Regions from separate parts of the Sus scrofa genome. Here region 1 is linked to region 2. The links are chromatin contacts, called in public Hi-C maps. All regions are on one chromosome and are shown on one strand. The core of a region is the stretch at or near the end of the contact, and the rest is flanking DNA. Distances in the headings are between cores, read along the strand shown. Region 1 overlaps LOC102159901 (a long non-coding RNA gene). Region 2 has its middle 300 kb from the start of BTG1.

The links. Hi-C and Micro-C count contacts between places; a contact is called where the count stands out from the background.
Region 1: a Hi-C map of retroperitoneal adipose tissue shows a contact between it and region 2, with 2.2 times the contacts expected there. The contact joins two enhancer-like sites. A contact is called at or near these places in 7 of 47 Hi-C or Micro-C datasets (brain, embryonic fibroblasts, fetal heart ventricle and 4 more) and 1 of 2 datasets of contacts at active chromatin or transcription factors (skeletal muscle).

What each region holds. Positions count from the first base shown.
Region 1 is chr5:91,509,414-91,512,113 of Sscrofa11.1, forward strand. All of the region lies in intron 4 of LOC102159901 (a long non-coding RNA gene), which reads left to right. Among named protein-coding and RNA genes, the nearest start is that of DCN, 170 kb to the right of the region's middle. Within about 2 kb of position 1,333, at least 64 of the 83 cell types and tissues checked have an H3K27ac peak or open chromatin away from gene starts, as enhancers often do. A contact at or near this core is called in retroperitoneal adipose tissue and subcutaneous adipose tissue, where this site is marked.
Region 2 is chr5:91,115,166-91,118,074 of Sscrofa11.1, forward strand. No RefSeq gene overlaps it. Among named protein-coding and RNA genes, the nearest start is that of BTG1, 300 kb to the left of the region's middle. Within about 2 kb of position 1,461, at least 24 of the 83 cell types and tissues checked have an H3K27ac peak or open chromatin away from gene starts, as enhancers often do. A contact at or near this core is called in retroperitoneal adipose tissue and subcutaneous adipose tissue, where this site is marked.

The DNA.
Region 1 (2,700 bases), core at 83-2,582, 390 kb after region 2:
TATTTTTAGCTCTTAAGAAGGGGAGGAAGGAAGCTTACTCTGTGCTTTTGACTCCAGCTTCAGCGTCACACTGGCAGAGAGGAGAGGACTTGTACTTTCTTTCTTCTCCCCTCTTCTCCTCTTACAGAGCACCCTGACGATGGCAGAGGGACAGCTGTCAGGGCTGGGGCTTGAGCACCTCAGCAGCTGGCAGGCACAGGGAGATAAGGTACAGCTAGTACTCACAGCCTCTTCTACTGCAACCACCCATCCTAAACTAAGCATTAGGCACACCCTTAGGGGTTGTGTAAGCATTTGGTGATGAATTCCTTTAACTGGCCCTTGGCCAACATGATAAAGCCAAAACTATAAAACTCACAAAAGTACTGCAATAGGACAGAATCCACATTCTTTCTAGACAGAGAATGTTGAAAACTGCATATATACCATCCTTTGGGGATTTCGTTGTTTAGGAACATAATTCCCTAGGTTAATTTTTTCCCCCATAGGAGACTATTTTAAAGTGAGTGCAAAAAAAAGTTTTTTACAGTGTATATTACCTCTCTAGTTTTCGTATTATTTGTTAGAATAGGATACTCCTCTCAGCAAACCACCTCCATGTTTTACGGCAACATATCTATTGAGGCTCATAAATGCAGTTAAGACCAATAATTAGCAAATGCAATATTTTATGACTATGCATTTCCTTAAACAGGTGACTCTTAAGTACTGCTCTTATTATCACACCTGATCACACAATAAAAATATAATTTCATTTTACTGAAATGTTTGATTTATGCAGGTCTTTTACGTCATGCCAAGAATAAAGGATAATTAAGATTTCACTCAATAATCATTTATCAGAAAAGCTATATTGAAGACAAAAAAATGCATTGAACTTGAAGTTTTCTGGGAAAAGAACATGTAAACAATGCATTTGCAATCTGTATTTTCTTGTCAACAGTGTTCTGGACTTGGTAACCTGTATGCATTTCCTATACAAGAAGTTAAAGTGTGTGTCCTTGTGTCTTACCTCCTGCTTGGAGCCTTTGAAGTGTCATACCATCCCTGAATTATCACCTGCTTAATAAAGCCAGTTTTAAACCATGAAATGGCTTATGAGCTGCTATGTGTTACATAACATTTCCAATGGTTACTGTAGCAACATTTTGTCCTGTACAGCATTTCAGTCCCATGTGAAGTAGACTGTATTGTTATAGGATGCTTTGTCCCATAGTAATGACCGCAGTGAAGCTTAAGAGTTTCAAACACTGACTCCCCACTCCCTTTTGTCCTACCTGAAAGGCACCTACCAAGCCCATTTTCTCCTTTCATTTAAGATTAAAAGGAAGGACGCTCTGAAGAGGTTCGTCTGCTGTGCAACAGCGACCCCTACAGGCGAAATGCCTTGGTGGTGCTAAAACCTCCCAAAATTCCATGTTTCTGCTTCAAATCAAGTCCCACTTTATCATGGGAGTCATCACAACATTAATCCAGAACTGCGTTTACTTTGAGAACATGGGATATTTGTGATTCCCAAAAACCAAAGTCCAAAGCTTTAGGAGCTTTACTACTTACTCTCCACCTCACACAAGTCTTTGTCTTCTCTTTGTACCATGTAAGGGAATCGTGATTGAGTTGCTTTCTATTCATCAGCAAGTCAACGTAATAGCATATTTGTGCATAGTCAGAACACAACGCCTTTGATTTTCTCTTTTTTTGAGCAGAGAAAACGCTCGGAAAATAAGTTAAAATATCAGGAAGGAAGAAAAAAAATCCTAGCGCACTTGCTTTTCTGGGTTTGCAAATGTGTGTAGCTCAGGCACCCGATGATTCATCCCCTGAAAGTCTGAGCACTCCATTTGTTTTGTAGATTTCACTACCCCCTTTGTTCTGCTTCAAACCTTTCAGAGGACTGAAATGCATTATTACCTTGTTAAATCTCAACCGAAATCGCTTCTACAGCCTGAAGCTGTTTTGACGTGGGTTGAGCATCTCACACACAAAAGAATTGCTTTTGTTCCCAGAAGCTCTCATTGGCTAAGTGGCCTTTGTACCGAGCCAATCAGAAGCTAGTTGTTAGGCTTCGCTGGCTATTTTTAGCCTCACTCGCAAAAATACTTGGTCTTGGAGAAGGTAGGCTGCAGAATGAAAGTAGCATGTTAAAGCAAACAGCTAAATACATTTTGCATGTCGAGGCATGTCTGGCATTTTTTTTTTAATTTTTCATGCGTTGTTATATTAGCATGTGTTTCTGTAAACAATAAATTTAGGAATAGAACTGCATTTTCAGTTAAGAATTTTTCTTTTAGCAAAGAGGCACTAAGTCTAAGAAAGAGTCAGTATTGCTTTTTTTATCCAAAAGCATCTGGTTTCACAAACTCACAAAAACGCCAGTTACATATAGGGAATACTAAGGGTTCTTTTTTTTTTTTTTTTAAGAATTTCTATGAATTTCCATTTTGAGTTAATAGAAATTTTCAATGACTTGTTAATCATGAATTATAAAGTCACAAAATCATTCTCTTGCTTGACCTTTAAAGATCTATATAATTCTCCAAACAGGTATGCACATGGTGTGTAGCAATTAAAATCATAAATATTCAGTATGTTTTATGCACAGTGATAAAGCATTCTCTTGATCGTGTTCTTTCATTTGAGCCATTACTCAGTAGACACAAGAAGTATTCTCCCCAAATGCTCTTGAAGTGACAAAGCATT
Region 2 (2,909 bases), core at 211-2,710:
TACTGTTACATAACTAAAAACAAGTTAAATCCTGAAGAACCAAAAAATAAAACAATGTGTAAATTATTTAGAAGGTGCTGGTGCAAGACTCTGGCCTTAGCATCAAACAAACCTGAATTCTAGTTCTATGTTTTTACTATTTATCAGCTGACTGACCTTGGACAAGTCATTTAACCTCTTTCGGTCTCAGTTCCTTCCATCTGTGAAATCAGGCACTGGAACAAATGCTTTCTAAAGCATCCCCTCCTCTTGCCCCCTGGACTCATATCTGTAGACAAGAAGCAGTGACTGTTGATGTGAGGTATCATGTAATGTCTCTTGTGGATAATCCATACATGGATAATTGAGACTTGGCTTCAAATGAGCAGTGTGATTACAGTTACCAACCTAAATGATTCCAGCAAATGACAAGTCTTTAGGGCTTTTGAAATGCCACCCATTTTACTGTGTATATTTAATGAAATGCTAATGTAATTTTGCTAAACATGCAGTGCTTATCATTACACATGATGGATTAGAAATCTGAGTTTCCAATGGTAGCAAACTGTCATAGGAGTGATTAAGCACTACAATTATGGGAACACCTACCTTTTCTATTAGAAAGTCATTTTTTTTTTTCAGCTTGTGTCAGTTAAAATTACAAGAGACTGTGAATGTCAGGCAAAGGATATGTGTTTAAAGTCTGGTTTAAGAACATTCACAGATATAGAGAACATACTTGAAGTTGCCACGGGGGAGGTGGTTGGGGGAGGGACAGAACAGGAGGCTGAGGTTAGCTGATGTAAACTACTGCATATAGAATGAATAAACAACAAGGCCCTGCTGTGTGGCACAGGAAACCATATGCCACATCCTGTGAGAAACCCTGATAAAAATATTAAAAAAGAATGTATCTACACATACATACCAAATCACTTTGCTATACAGCAGAAATTAGCACAACATTGTAAATCAACTATACTTCAATTAATAAAAGAGAACATTCAACTCCAACTCTGCTTGCATGGTGTCGTCTGAGTCAGCAATGTCAGTGTGGTCTCTTGGGCGACACTGTGTTTCACCGACAGAGTGACGTTGCACAGCTAAAACTGTATCATCCGAACAAAGATTCCAGTTTCTGGAAAGCAGTATCTTTCAAGTTCTAGTAATCCACACAATTGTTTTGCACCGACAGAACACTGACAGGAGTCCCTGTAGGACTGTCCGTTCCCATGGTGGCCCCCTGGTGGTCAGAAGGACTTTGAATGTGTTTCTTGGCTGAATATGTAAAAAAAGTGTGTGTGTGTGTGTGTGTGTGTGTGTGTGTGTGTTTAATTTTGTGAGGAGAGGAGGAGAAAGACTTTCAGAGGTTACAATGGAATAAATGCTAGTACATTTCTTCCCCATAAACAGAAATCCTCCAAAGTCCACTGAAAGCTGTTCTGTCAACTATGGTCTCAGCTGTTGTGAAGACTGGCATCTTGATTCAGTGCAGCCAAGTCACAGGAGCCTGAAGACCACAGCCTGAGCCCTGGGTAGTCAAGCCCTTAGGTCAATGCAGTTTCGGTTTCCTATATTATAAACCTAGAAATCAAAACAAATGAACTGTCCAGCCCCCCTTATATTCCTTCACTGTATGGTTCTATTAAATAAAGTCTCTCATCAGCAGCTCCCTCAGAAAGCAAACGTTTACATAAATATTCCGGTTAAAATACTCTGAATTTGAAATACTTGGAAAGAAATGAGAAAGTTCTGTTCTCTTCTGATGAAATAGTTGCAGTACTTTTTTTCCAAAAATTAATTTTTAAAATATTGATTTATTTTAAAAATGTTACTGAGCCTGTAAGAGACAACCTCCTAGATTGGGGTGGAGATGAGGAGAGGAGATGTGAAGAGGGAAAAAGCACGTACAGTATGTCACACAGGAGTGCACAGTTTGCAGATGAAAAAACTAAAGCAACCCACTGTGACAAAAATTGGAACTTGACAAAATAATTTGAACCATACGGAAATGTTGAAGGTCATGCTTTCGTAGGATTAACCTGCACAAAACAAGCCAATCACATGCACACATGCACATACACACACACTCATCGGCAGCCTGAGTTCTTCACCTACTTTAAGTACACATTAAAAGTAATAGATATATTGACAGAGTGGGGTGCTTTACATGCATTATCTCACTTAGTTATGATAACAGTGCTGTGAAGGAAGCATTGTTATTCTTGTTTTACATCTGAGGAGGTGAAGCAAAAAGCCCAGGTAATTCTCTCAAGAGCCAAAGCCAGTAAGAGGTGTGACTGGGATTCGCCTCCTTAGCTTGAACTCTTAATTCTTCGCCTGTATTTGACGTTACTCTGGTGCCCCGCCTGGTTGAACTGCTGCGACTGAACTGCTGCTCAGATCAAAAACCACTGTTCCAGAGGTGAGTGCTGGTCTGAGGCGAATACATTTTGACTTTCTGTAACTCTAGGGTACTAAAGCAGCAGGGTGCCAAAAATATTAAAGAAAGTCCTAAAGGTTAAGATTTACAAGCATTCAGGACAGATTATTATTAATTATTATTTTATATTGAGATAAAAACCACATAACATGAAATTTACCTTCTTAATACTTTTTTTTTTAAGTGCATATTGGTAACCCTGCTTGTGGCAGAGCTCTAGAACTTTTTTCTCTTGCACGACTGAAACTCTACACCCATTTGAACATCGCCTTCCCATTTTCCACTCCCCAGCCCGCGCCAACTATCAGTCTGCTCTGTTTCTGCGAGTTTGATGACTTCAGATATACCAAACAAAGGGAGTCGTGTAGTATTTGTCCTTATGTGAGTGGCTTCTTTCACTTTACAGAGGTCACCATGTAGCATATGACAGGATTTCTTTCTTTTTAAGGCTAATATCCCACTGCATGTATATGTTAAGTTTTCTTTG